Regions from separate parts of the Cricetulus griseus genome. Here region 2 is linked to region 1. The links are chromatin contacts, called in public Hi-C maps. All regions are on one chromosome and are shown on one strand. Each heading gives the region's core, a stretch centred on a gene start, on an enhancer-like site or on the middle of the called end of the contact. The rest is flanking DNA. Distances are from core to core; before and after follow the strand shown. Region 1 overlaps Peak1 (inactive tyrosine-protein kinase PEAK1). Region 2 has its middle 90 kb from the start of Hmg20a.

Region 1 (6,398 bases), core at 1,578-4,077:
TCATCACCAGAGAGGTTCCTCATCTCACTGTGGCTGACTTTGTGCGAGATTCCCTGGCCCATCATGGGAAGAGCCCTGACTTGTATGAGAGGCAAGTGTGTCTGCTACTCTTACAGCTATGTTCTGGCCTTGAGCATCTCAAGCCCTACCATGTCACTCACTGCGATCTGCGCCTAGAGAACTTGTTGCTTGTCCAGCACCAGCCTGGGGGAGCTGCCCACGGCCCTTCACCTACAGACCCTTGCCCCACCTCGGCTTGTCCCACAAGGCTCATTGTGAGCAACTTCTCTCAGGCCAAGCAGAAGAGCCATCTGGTGGATCCCCAGATCCTCCGAGACCAGTCCCGCCTTGCCCCAGAGATTATCACAGCCACCCAGTATAAAAAGTGTGATGAATTCCAGACAGGCATCCTCATCTATGAGATGCTACACCTGCCCAACCCTTTTGATGAGAACCCAGAGCTGAAGGAGAAGGAGTACACACGCACAGATCTGCCTCGAATCCCTCTCCGCTCCCCATACTCTTGGGGCCTGCAGCAGCTTGCTAGCTGTCTCCTAAATCCCAACCCTTCTGAACGCATCCTCATTTCTGACGCCAAAGGCATCCTCCAGTGTCTGCTCTGGGGCCCCCGGGAAGATCTCTTCCAAACCTTCACCACCTCTACAACCCTAGTACAGAAGAACGCCTTGCTCCAAAACTGGTTGGACATCAAGCGCACACTGCTGATGATCAAGTTTGCTGAGAAGTCCCTGGACAGAGAGGGGGGAATCAGCCTCGAGGATTGGCTTTGTGCTCAATATCTGGCTTTTGCCACTACAGACTCCCTGAGTTATATTGTAAAAATCCTGCAACACCGTTAATGTGGCCTGGACATTGTTCTTCTTATTAAATATTTCCACCTTCTTCATGTCGCCCTCATGTCCCTGTCCTAGTGCTCTCACTCAGAATTCAAGGAAAGGAGAGACGCTAATTTGCCGTCCTCGTCCGCGAGCAGAGGGAGCCATTCAGCAAGGTCATCCACAGCTTTGCACAGTGAGAAGCCGAATGTCTCCTTACTGTACAGAAATTCAACTGCACAACCGTGCAATCACCTTCCCTTGGAACATTTGTCATCTGAATAGCCCCACAAATACGGGGTCAAAAATGAAATGCACATTCATGAAGGACCAGCTCCAGTGGAGTGAACTTAGTAAGCAGTGTCCACCTCTTCCATAACTCTGACGCTTGCCTCTCCTAACTAGCTAGCAGTGCATGTCACCAATATCAGCTGTCATCCAGTAATGCTCACACAGCAGCTTCCTCTTCCTTAGAGTATCAATAACTGCCTCTTTCCCAGGAGGACATGCCATTTTGCTTAGTTTTAGTTACTGGCAACAGACAAGCCTTTGTTCTGGTATAAGGTGAAGGGGGAGGAGAGATTCCTGTCTGTTGGATCATGGGTCGTCCATTTCCATTTTTTGTTCTCAGTAAAGGTACCCTGCACAGAGAGCAGCCTGACAGCCGTAACCCCACTGCCACTGCTTGGCTGTCCTTTACCTTTACTCTGTCCCAGCCTGCTGAAGTCTGTGGCCCATTCCAGAGCTGACCAAAGGTGGTGTCACCAGTGCCTCAGCAGGATGGAATGCAGTTCAGATTTTATGAATAGTTGGCAGGACATGAGGAAATAATGTCCTTGTGTGTGCAATCCTCCAGGGGCCCTCAGGGAACAGACTTTAAAGTACTGTTCTTGACCACTGTCAGACCGATCAGCAGGGCAGCCGGGCTGGTGGTGCCTGAGTCAGTTTCCCCCACAAGCAGTAACTGGCCACCTCCCTTCCATCAGTAGCCAGTATTAACTACCCTGCCAAATGCTGTAGACAACATCTCTGAATTGAAATGGCTGTCCACTTAGCATTAACATCGCCTCAGAAAGCACCTCAAAGCTGGCTAGTTGAATGGCCAGAAGACAAGGGAGGAGGGGAAGGCCACTAAGATGGCTGACCTGCTCCTAAGGATGCCAGTCTCTTTCAGAAAGACTGCCTCCCAGAGTGAGTGCTCCTAAGACTTTGCAGTGGCCCTGGAGCTCAGCTCACAGGAAGGCTGATGGCTGCAGTGGATGGCTGAGAGCTGTTCCCGTGGGACCTGTGCTCTCCCATAATTATGTGCAATTTTTGTATGTATTTTTAATCTGTATATTACAGTGTTTATGTTGCAACTTTACCTGAGTGAGAACTACAGAAACCTTACTTCCCGTGGCACATACTTGCGCTAAGAAGCAAGTGTTCTTTCCACCTGTGTGTGTTTGTATGCTCATGCACTTGTTTTATTCAAAACTGTGAGTATCTGTTTACTTCAACCTTGAAATCCCAAGAGTCACTTGAATGGTGAGCGTATACACATGTGTGCCTGTGTGCACGCACATGCTGGAGATAGGGGCCAGGCCTCCAGGGAAGCAACCTGTGGCAGGGTTGACAGACATGTTCTCTATACCCTGCCAGTGCAGAACCCCGGGGAGCCCCTAATCCACCAGCGCAGGGTTGTCTTAAAGCCAAGACTGATTGTGCAGTATTACTTGGGTGGCACCTTAGTGGCCTTGGAAATTTCTAGACTTAACATTTTTAACAGCCTTTCATGTGATTCACCCTTATCAAAGAGGATCGAAAAAGGTGAATGTATTTTATTATGCATTTTTAAAGAGAATAATACGTGTGAGGCTGCATATGGAGAATGGCCTTGTGTTCCTGGCTAGGACTCCGAACTCCCAGGAAAGAGGGCTAGTTGGCTCACAGAGAGTCTTGTCTCTTCTAGATAGCATGACCATGGAGTTGGGCAGCCATGAGTCATGGCTGCATCACGCCTGGCAGGCTGGGGTTTGATTCCTCTTACGTAGCCCATGTGCACATAACTCCCTGCCTAATTATGCACTGAACTGGCAGCATAAAGACCATGGACCACATCAGCTGGCACAGCCCTTCACTTCCCACAATGTTTGCAAATGGAGACATACCTTCTCAATGTCGCTCTCATGGTGCCTTCCCGTGTAAATCTGAATGTTGACTATTTGATGAGGTTACATATTTAATGCAGAGTATTCCCTAGTCCCCTCTGTTTGTTCTGTCAGTAGTGGTTTCTTTCCTTTTGTTTTTCTTTTTTTTTTTTTTTCTTTTTTTTCCGTTACCTTGGATCCAGCCTTCTTTCACGATGCGGGAGAACACACACGCACACTTCCACTACCACTGTCTGACCACACTGCTAAACTGAGCGCTCTTCCTTCCATGTGTCTCTTACTGTCCACACTAGTGAAGGGCAAAAATGAAAGCCAGCTAACAAGAGAAGAGCCTCGGGCTTCCCGGAGACGGTGGCTGTGTGACTTGTCTCTGGGGGATGGCTGCAGAATGTGAGGGGGAGGGAAGAGCGTGTCCTAGGTTTGGTCAGCACAGAGACGAGAACTGTATTTCTAGGCAGGAAGGGGGTGGTCCTCTGAGAATGTCTCAAAATAATGAAATCCAGTCAATATAACTTTACCACAGATACTTTATATTCCGATTTTAATCCATTCATTGACTAGAAGGAAACCCTACCCTCTGCAGCCACACACACACACACACACACACACACACACACACACACACACACACACCTTTTATATATACATATATTATGAATTCTGGAGTGTCACTAGCGTAGTGCTTGAAGTTTTCACAAGTAACAGCTGCATTGACCAGATTTTTTTTTTCTGTTCTATTAAAGTCTATGCCATAGATTCTTCCATTATGTTAAGAGTTTGAACAACTGAGCCCCTATTGGAGCTTTTCCTTTAGCCACATGAGCAATCTCAGCACATGTGGGTGCTAGAGAAACAGAGCTGTGGCTATAGCAGGCCAGAGTAAATGTCTCTCAGAGTGCCTTGTTAGCATAGTCATCTAGCCATGGGAAGAAGAATTATTTCCTGGAAAGGCCTAGGCTACCAGCAGCCTCCTGTGCCACAGAGGAGAGCCCTTTGGGGATGTGTACACCCACAGAGTGTGCAAAAGTTCACCATAAGAGACAGCAGTTAAATGAGCAAACGAGCAACAAAACCTGTGGGAAAACAGCATGCGATTCATGAAAACCACCAACCCCAAAGCAGAGTTAGATTGGAAGGCAAAGCGATGGCAGTGGGTTTCAGGATTTGTTCTCAAGAGATGGTCTGGATGCGTCATTGGGGAACGTGCACTCGTACTCCCAAACTGCTAGTGCTGAGGGCCGAGAAGTACACCACTCAAGAGCTAGTCAGAGCAGCCTCCCATTGTAAGAAGTGCCAGTTCTGCCTCTGAGCTCAGGGTGTATTCATGAACATGGAAATCTAAACCTCCAGGAAGATCGATCTGTCTAAGAGTAAAAACTCCTGCTATCGCAAAGTTCCATGAAAGATCTTGAAGCCCAAGTAGTAGTAGGTCATGGAAGGCTAACACTCAGCTTTCCAAGTTTAATTTATCCAGTACTGGAAAATCACCAGACATTAGCTGGTGACCTGCAGTCAGGATTTTCCCTTAGCTTTTACCCAGAGTCATCTGAAAAGATACAGGCTAGTCTCAAAAGCTGGGATGGATTTTGGAGGCTTCATTATATTTGAAGTAATCGTGAGTATATAAAGCATACACACACTTGGAAACAGAACAAGAGGAACTCAGCCCCCTGGGCCAGCTCTGGCATGCTTGTCATTCCCCTCACTAGTGGATAAGGATTGAGATTCTGATCCAGCCTAATAAGTGAACAGGATGGCTGCCCATAAAACTGGGTTATTAGATTTACCTCATTGAAGCTCATATCCTCAAAGGCCCAAAGTGTTGCGCTGAGACAAACCCAAGTACCACTCCTGCTGAAGTGTACACTGGGGTCCATCTGCCCACACTCACAGCAGTGAATAGGTGGGGACACCATGGACCAAAACCAGTGCCCCAAAGGAAGTCCGAAGAGCCATAATGCAAGGTCCTAGACAGGTTATACCAAAGAAGCCAAGCCTTTTCACCTTGCTTCTTAGATGACGGGATTGAACTGTGGCAGATGCCAGAGGAAGGGAGTTTGCACACATTTCATGACCAGGGTAATTCAACTGGTAAGTCCATCCTCAAAAAAGAAAAGGACAAAAAAAGTTCTATTATTTTCAGGCAGTCCATTGTGTACATAGGAAAAAGAAGGTGATTGTGGTGGTGGGAGTAAGGGGAGTGGCAGTAGCCGGAGCAGAGTGAAATTCTCTGGTATCTAAGAAGGAGGAACTCTTAACTAGCTTGCTCACCGTGACTGGCTATTGCCCAGACTGTCGGCATGGGGACACCATGACTGTAATATTGAAAGCTTGGGTTTGAGGTGATTTTTTTTTTTCTTAAAAAGAAGGTGCTTTCAAAAGGTTTGTCTAAAGAACTCTTGGGAAATTTCTTAACACACTGTACCATCTTTATGAACCTTCCTGCGAAGGCAATTGTCATCAGCATTACCGTCACCTAATGTGTAAAAGTACCCAGACTGTCCAAGGTGCTACACAGCTGTCAAACACCTACCCCTGCAGCTGTTTTAAATTAGAGACCTCTGCATCAGCTGCCGCTGGAAATTTTGCCCACTTAGATGGGCTACAGGGGTGTGCATTCTGAATATTCTATATTACATTCCCTCTTCAAGAGCCTCTACATCTGTTCCTGCTTCCCACCCTACCCTACCCCCATGTTGTTTTTTTTTTTTTTTAAATCGGGAAAGTTTCAGGGAATTAATAGAGATTGGGGTTTTTTTTTAAACCCAGCAGAATCAGAGTTATATATTTTGCTATGAACATTGTTATGGTACAGAAAATCCACTTTGCCCATTGGTTTGTGGCTAGTATGTGTGTCTGAACTCTTGGTGACTCAAATGTTGAGCCAACCCTATGGCTTCTGTGTAGTGTTGTTGAAAGATTAAACCACACAGCTTTAGGAAGCCCACTCAAATTGTTCCTTTCTTGCCCCCAATGCCTCACCAATTCTAGACAGTTGTGTGTGAACACACTGGGCTGGGTTTTCTGTTCATTATCTGGAGGGTGTTTTGTTGGGAGATAGACACAGAAGCAACATGTCACTTGTCCCAGTGATTTGGATCATGGCAGTCTTTACCTCTCTAATTCTCCACGACACTGCCCACACTCTGTATTGGAAAATCTTGTTTCTCTTCCTCCAGCGTTTTACCCCCATCCTTACACATTTTACAGTTGTATAAATTAATAACAAGGTCCCCTACGTCACCAGTGGCGCCGCCCTTTGGTTCGCTGTGGTACTTTGCTGTGTACTCTGTGGCCTCACGTTACTGTGTAAATAAATTCAGTTTAATATACAATAAAAAACAGACTTCAAGTGTATGTCATTCCAGTGACTTGTCCTTGGTGACACGCTGGTGTGGGTTTGGCTACAGAT
Region 2 (6,891 bases), core at 1,413-3,912, 300 kb before region 1:
TAGTGGCACACATCTTTAATCGCACGCAGAACTTGGGAGGCAGAGGCAGGCAGATCTCTGTGAGTTCAAGGCCAGCCTGGTCGACAGTGAGTACCAGGACAGGCTCCAACGCTACACAGAGAAACCCTGTCCCTCGCCCCCCCCAAAAAAAAGATTCTAACAGCTGGGGTGGGGATGGCAGGGAGGAGGAAGGGCTGCATGGGAGAACTCCTTCCTGTGAATGAACTGATGAGGGCAGAGAGTCCTGAGCAGAACCAGGGGGAAGTGTGCACAGCACCCGTGGACAGTGACCCTCTTCACTAGGTTATCAGATCCAGGAAAAGATGCGGGTTTAGGGAGACTTTGTTCTTAGTTTTGGACAAACTGAATTGAGGTGTCTCCAGGTCAACAGACAGAAAAGGCCTGAGGGAGACAGAAATAGATTAGGAACTCCAGAGAGGCAGATTCAGGATGTCCACATGTGGGAGGAGATGCTGGATGGTCCAGATGATGTCCCTGTTGTTGGAGACCTGGATGGTCCTGGGTTTGTGAATCAGCTCTGAGAATAATAGAAGGTAGAACTCATATATAGCTAGCATAATTTATTACTACAACAATGATCTATTTATTTTTAAACTTTTGTATCTATCTATCTATATCTATCTCTATATCTATATATATCTATCTCTATATCTATATATAGATCTATATATAGATCTATATCTCTATATATCTATATAGATATAGAGATAGATATATATTTTTTTGGTTTTTCGAGACAGGGTTTCTCCGTGTAGTTTTGGAGCCTATCCTGGTACTCGCTCTGGAGACCAGGCTGGCCTCGAACTCACAGAGATCTGCCTGCCTCTGCCTCCCGAGTGCTGGGATTAAAGGCGTGCGCCACCAACGCCCGGCCTTGTATCTATACTTTTATGTGTATTGGAGTCAAGCTCGGGCTACAGAAAGACCCTGTAAAAAAGGGTAAAAATGAAAATATTTCCTTTTGGTGATATACAAGACATTGTAAAGGGTCTGAGCCCAAACCCAAAGCTAGGTGAGAGTCAACTGCAGAATTAGTGAGAAACCACAGTGGAGATTGTGAGAGTCTGGGGGCTGAAGATTCTAACAGCTTGCCGGGCGGTAGTGGCAATGTGTGACATGTATGTGCACCATGTGTGTACGGTGCCCTTAGAGGTCAGAAGATGATGTGGGATCCTCTGAACTGGAGTTATAGGCAGTGGTGAGCTGGAAACCAAATGGAGTCATCTGCAAGGACAGCAAGTGCTCTTACTCACTGAGCCATCCCTCCAGCCCCTGCTTTGTCTGTTTTGATGGAGACTCAGAGATTTAGTCTAGCTGGGATCATCTGGTCACTTACATTAACAGTCTTAACAGGAGATACACATGTGACCCAGCAGCTGGGAACTAGAGGACCAGTGTCAACAGCTTTTCTAGGTACACAAGGAAGATCCAAATCCCCACTTAATAGATGGCAAAAACAAGTCTGTAAGAGAGGCAAGCCTGTCTCGGCCCACAGCAGTGTTAACAGTGGGAAGCAACTTTGGTTGAACCAGCTGGGGAACTCTAGGCCTGCAGAAGAACCTGGAGACAGAGGCCTGTTGGAGTGGCACGGAAGGGAGGAAAAGCACTTCAGGTTCAAGTTGCTAGTTTTGCAGAGTGTAAAATTACCGCACAAGTCCTAGAGAATAAACAGAGTTAACACCCCATTAAATACAATGGACTTCCGCTGTGTGCGCCAGACGTGCTAGGACTGAAACTAGCTGAGCGGGAGGGAAATGTATCACACCCGCTGCCTTCATGCTTCCAAAGAAGAAAAATCTAGAGCAGGGGCAAGAAAGCGCCCGCAGCCAGCGGCTCTGCAGGCTCAGGGCTGAGGACCTGGTAATGAAGTCTTTCTGGAAGGTAGGAAGGGCTGTGTGCAGAGTGCTATTTTTAAACCTGCTGTAGTGGCAGTTGTATTCCTGCCCTGGCACTTTCTCTTGCAAAGGAGGGGCTCGGGGGAACGCAGCCAGGAATTTAGATGCTATTTATTGTATTTCCTTTTATCAGTCAAATGATTTTCTTATTTCCCACGTAGATAAAGATCTTGCGCTCACAGCTTCGGCTTGTTGACCTTGTCAGGACTGCTGTGCTGTCTGGAAATTGGTCCCAGAGAGAGAAAAGGGCATTGTTGTTAGGGGCTGCTTGGTGGATTGGGTTTTCGGTTCTCCCAGCAGAGAGGAACTCAGTTTGCCAAATATAAATAAATAAAAACCTTCCCCTCAAAACAGAAACTGATTGTCTTATGCCTTCTTTTTTCTCTTGCAAAACTGAAAGGTTGTCCAATAAGTTTGGTTCAGTAGCCATCTGCACCTGGCTTTCCAGGAGTACACACACACACACACACACACACACACACACACACACACACACACACACTCAAACCTCTCTCCCTTCTCTCCTTTCCCTCTCTTCTCTCTCCTTTCCCTTTTTCTCTCCCCCATTCCCCATTCTTTCTCCCTCTTTTCCCTCTATCGCTCTCTTCTCCTCCCTCTTCCTCCTCTCACACTTTCTACCCCCCCTTCCCTCTCCCTCTCCCTTTCTCCCCCCCACCCCCAAACACACAGCGAATCGGCTCTGGCAGTGTTGCAGAGCCTCCTTCTTGGCAGGAAACAGGGCAGAGGGGCGGGGCCCCCTCTGTCTGGGTTGCCAGCTCCGGGCCGGTGGAGATGCCAGGACGCCTGAGCTGAGCCATGGCAGCTTCCACTCTTCTGGAAGCCTCTCGGAGCCAGCCAGGCCTCTGCCAGCTCCTTCCAGGGGCACAGTGAGGCCGCGGGGCTGCCTCTCGGCCGGAGGCCTCCTCGTGGGCTCGCTGCCCCTATTGTCTCTCCTGGCTTGGGGCTGCCGGCCAGGTTCGCAGGCAGAAGTCAGCGCCACTGCCGCTCACCTCGGAACTAGCTCAGCAGATGCTGCGGGAGGCTGGAGTTTTATTGCAAATCCTCATTTTTGGCTGGCTCACAGCTACAGAACATCAAAAGAACCAGCTAGTCTGAGGGCAGCCAGCGCCTTGCAGGCTCGCAGTGGGAAGGGTGAGGAGGTGCAGGCCTCCGGCAGGCTACGGTGAGCCGACTGAGGTTTTAACCGAGATCAGCTTTCCAGACCCCTCGGGTCCTTTCCCTCCACCGCAGTGCTTCCTGGTTGGGACGGCAGAGGGCGCTCCCTCCTCTGACAGCACTGCGACCCGGCCTGCCTTCCCACACATCTGGAAATGGGCTCTACCACTCTTTCGAAATACCAGAGAGCCAGGGATCTGTCTGTGTGAGATGTGCTGGCACCCGAGTGCGCACGCATACACATCACAAATTCCACTTTCTCATGAGTTAGATTTCCCGTGAAGAGCGCTTGTGGAATGTGGGGAATTTGCCTTGCCAAGGCGGCCAGCACATCCTATTCTTGGGCTTGTCTGGCCTCGGTTGTAATGCTTAGATGGACCACCTCTGGTCTGAAGCCTTTGCCCTCCCCTCCCACGTGGAGTGGGGAAGAAAAACAGGAGACCTCCCAGATCTTTTCCTCAAGGGAAGAAAATTTAAAATGTTGAGCGCTGACCTTATAGGCCTTCCTGATGAAAGCAGATGTGGAAGTCCAAGACAGGGTCTTCCTAATTACAAGAGATTAGGAATGCCAAAGTGACAAGCCAAGGATGGAGGAGTGAGGGGCTGAAGCCAGCCAAAAGCCCTAGTTGCTATTCTGAGACTTCACCCCCGACTTCTGAAAGCTGCATGCATTTAAATGTCCACATTTTCTGCAGAAGCCAGAAATCTCCACTTCTCTTGGCCAAACAACACATCAGTCTAATATGGTGTGGGAGAAATATGTTACATTCTTTTATGAACAGAATGTTAACATCACCCAGAATCAATATTTATATCCAAGAACACAATGAACCGGCTTGTTTTGTACTGCATGACTTTAAGACAGGGACAGACAAGCTGAGGTTCAGGCATCCCAAAAGGGTTCTTCCTGGAAGACTGGGGTTGGGTCCCTTTCTGGCTCCACAGTCCTCTTGTCTCTTGGGATTGTAAGAAGACACCAGAGCAAGCAAAGCAGGAACCAGTGATGAGGTCCCGGATGTGAGACAGCATGGGCGGCATCCGTAGGCAGGTCAAGGCCTCCTCCTGTCAAGTGAGGAGAGGGCCAGGGTTGCATCCGGTCTTTCCTGCTGAATTGAGACTAGGTGCTGACACAGAACAGACAGGAACTAGAGGGAAGTGATGCTGTTCCCTCATAGGTGTTCTTTTTGGATCAGGCAATTACTTTCAGGTGAGGCAGGGACTGGGAAAGAGGCCTACCGCTATCAAATGTCTTTGTTTGTTCCTTTGCATTGATTTTTTTTTTTTTTTTTAACCTTTCTTCCTCTGGAGACAGCTCAGAGCCCGGAGTCAGCTACTTGTTCCCTGCATGTAAAATCTTTACCTAATTAAAACAAAAACAAAGGCCTTTCCCAGAAGATTTTGTGTTTCCCAGCAACATAGAATCTCAAAATGGGAGCTTCCTCTCTACCCTCTTCAATGTGAGGTCTCAATGAGACCTCCTTTTGCAGAGCAAGTTGGTCGTCTTCGTTTTCAGATGAGGCACTGAATGCTAGAGCTTGCAGCAACAGTACTTGTCTCTCATTAAATACCTGGAGCTCATTACCACATATCCTGCAGCAGTCTTTAGTGCCTTAATAGGCATGATCATCAAGAAAGATCCTTTGGTTTAGAAGGAAGATTAAGGAATGATTAATCTTGGCCCCATTTAGTTGTGGGTCAAGTCCTCAGAGAGTGAAACCCCTCTTTGCAGGTCCATAATTGGTAATTTTTTTTTTTGTAGTCTCTAGCCTTTCCTATGTGTTGTTAGTGTTTAGTTGTTGCAGTGTGCTTGGTTTGTCCTACTATATTCACCCAGCTCTTTTCTGTTTTGAGACAAGATCTCACTCTGTAGTCCTGCTGGCCTGGAACTCACTATGGAGACCAGGCTGGCTTTGAACTCAGAGATCATCCTGTTTCTGTCTCTTAAATGTTGGGATTAAAAGCCTGTGCCACCATGCCCAGCTTTTCATCCAGTTCTTACAGACAAACAGTAAATATCCCAATCACATTTGCTATAAAATCAGTCAAGATAAACAGATACTGCCATGCCAGAAGGAAGTCTAGTGTCTTCTTTCCAGATGCACGGCTCCCTTGCTCAATCTCTGGCAGGAAACCTATTTGAGTACAATCTGTAACCGATGTAGAGAGGCCTGCTGATTTAAGCCAGTAGAAAATCTACCTCTGTCCACATGCTCTTCCGGTGTCAAGGAAAAGGAAAAATAGTCAAGGTGAGCAGCAGGGCAAAGCATAGAACATGACATCTTTACCCAGGGGTGGCAGAGGTTGGTAGGTGACTTTGCCTAAGCTTCCTCTAAGTCAACCCTATGTCCAAACTTACCTTTTCAGCACTAGTCCATTAACAGAGATGCCTCCTTAACACTCACAAAAACCCCTCAGTTCCAGCCACTTCCTTCTGCCCCAGCCTGCCTTCCTCTAAGCTCTCTCATCATATATTGGCCCTATTCATCAAAGCATCTCCTTCCATCTTTCCCACCTCTAAATCATGCTCTGTTTTGTTCTTTCTTTACCTTTATTTGGGATTACAGGCATTCTCCACTAATCCTGTTTTAGTCATGTTATTTAGGGCTTTGTTAGGAAGCGCAGACATGTCTGTATTACATATTTTTAATATTTTGATAGCTATATTTCAGTATAGTGGATTTCTTAACTTCTTGTTGCTGTTGTGAGGCAGGGTCTTGCTATGTAGCCCTGGCAGGCTGGGAACTCTGTAGACCAGACTGGTCTCAAACTCGGAAAGATCTGCTTGCTTCTGCCTCCTGAGTGCTGGGATTAAAGACATGCCACCATGTCTGGCTAGTTTTCGTTTTTGTTTTGTAAGTGTAGTTGGAAACATTGCTTTTAGAAGGGCTGGTTCATAGCTTTCATTGGATTGCCACAGGGATACATGACAAAAGAAAAAAATGGCTATGAATTTCTGAGTTAGTTTATTATCTTCTGATGTTACTGCTTTTCGAAAACAGCTGTGGTTGTTTTTTTTTTTTTCTCTGCTACAAATTAAAAGTAAAGTCCCTTAGCATGGCATCTGATGCTCATTACAGCCTACTTGCCTAACACTTCACTGTCTGCAGTCCCTAGGAAGTACTCAGGGCCTTGCACGTTGCTATGTAAGTGCTCTACCACAGAGCTACCTGGCTATTTCTAGTTTCTTTTAAAACAACAACAAAACTACCTTGCTGTAGTACCCAGCTTAAAGCTGTTATAGTGATAAAGCTCTTTTTTGAACAACCATTGAATCCTTCCTTTGTATTTTTTCAGAACGCTTGGTTCACAGCTGTTTGACCACTTATCAGACCCCATTGTAGTTAGTCTTTGTATTTTTCTTTCTTTCTTTTTTTAAAATTTATTGTTGTACTATAAACTAGCTCCCAGAGGAGAGGAACTTCCTCCACTTTTCACCCAAAGCACAGAGAAATGTTCAAATGGGATGAATGACTACATCTAAAACATTCATTCTCCCAAGTGGTGAGTAAAATCCAGTGACCATGTTAGTCTGCCTTAAAAAAAACAACAACAACAAAAAAAAAACCCGGAACTTCTTTTCATAAATAGAAGGCTACTTAAAGCATCCAGCCTGGAGATAAATAGGTTATCATCTCACATTCCATTGCACAGGCCCGGCTGACTGAGGAGGGTAAAAATCATCTCAGCAGCCATTTGCTCTGGGCTGCATCTCCCATGTCTTCTCATATTACCCTTCTTTCAGTGATGCCAAATATACTTCTGGCCAGTCTCCCCGGCACACGCTTCCCATTGCTTCCTA

Evidence for each region. Hi-C and Micro-C count contacts between places; a contact is called where the count stands out from the background.
Region 2: a contact with region 1 is called in a Hi-C map of the CHO-K1 cell line, with 2.9 times the contacts expected there. The contact joins two enhancer-like sites. A contact is called at or near these places in 3 of 8 Hi-C or Micro-C datasets (all in the CHO-K1 cell line).

What each region holds. Positions count from the first base shown.
Region 1 is chr4:167,716,125-167,722,522 of CriGri-PICRH-1.0, reverse strand. It overlaps Peak1 (inactive tyrosine-protein kinase PEAK1), which reads left to right. Exons shown (of 7, transcript XM_027415020.2): 7 at 1-6,348. The coding sequence ends at 860. Among named protein-coding and RNA genes, the nearest start is that of Tspan3, 47 kb to the right of the region's middle. Within about 2 kb of position 2,827, at least 2 of the 6 cell types and tissues checked have open chromatin away from gene starts, as enhancers often do. A contact at or near this core is called in the CHO-K1 cell line, where this site is marked.
Region 2 is chr4:168,012,717-168,019,607 of CriGri-PICRH-1.0, reverse strand. No RefSeq gene overlaps it. Among named protein-coding and RNA genes, the nearest start is that of Hmg20a, 90 kb to the right of the region's middle. Within about 2 kb of position 2,662, at least 6 of the 6 cell types and tissues checked have open chromatin away from gene starts, as enhancers often do. A contact at or near this core is called in the CHO-K1 cell line, where this site is marked.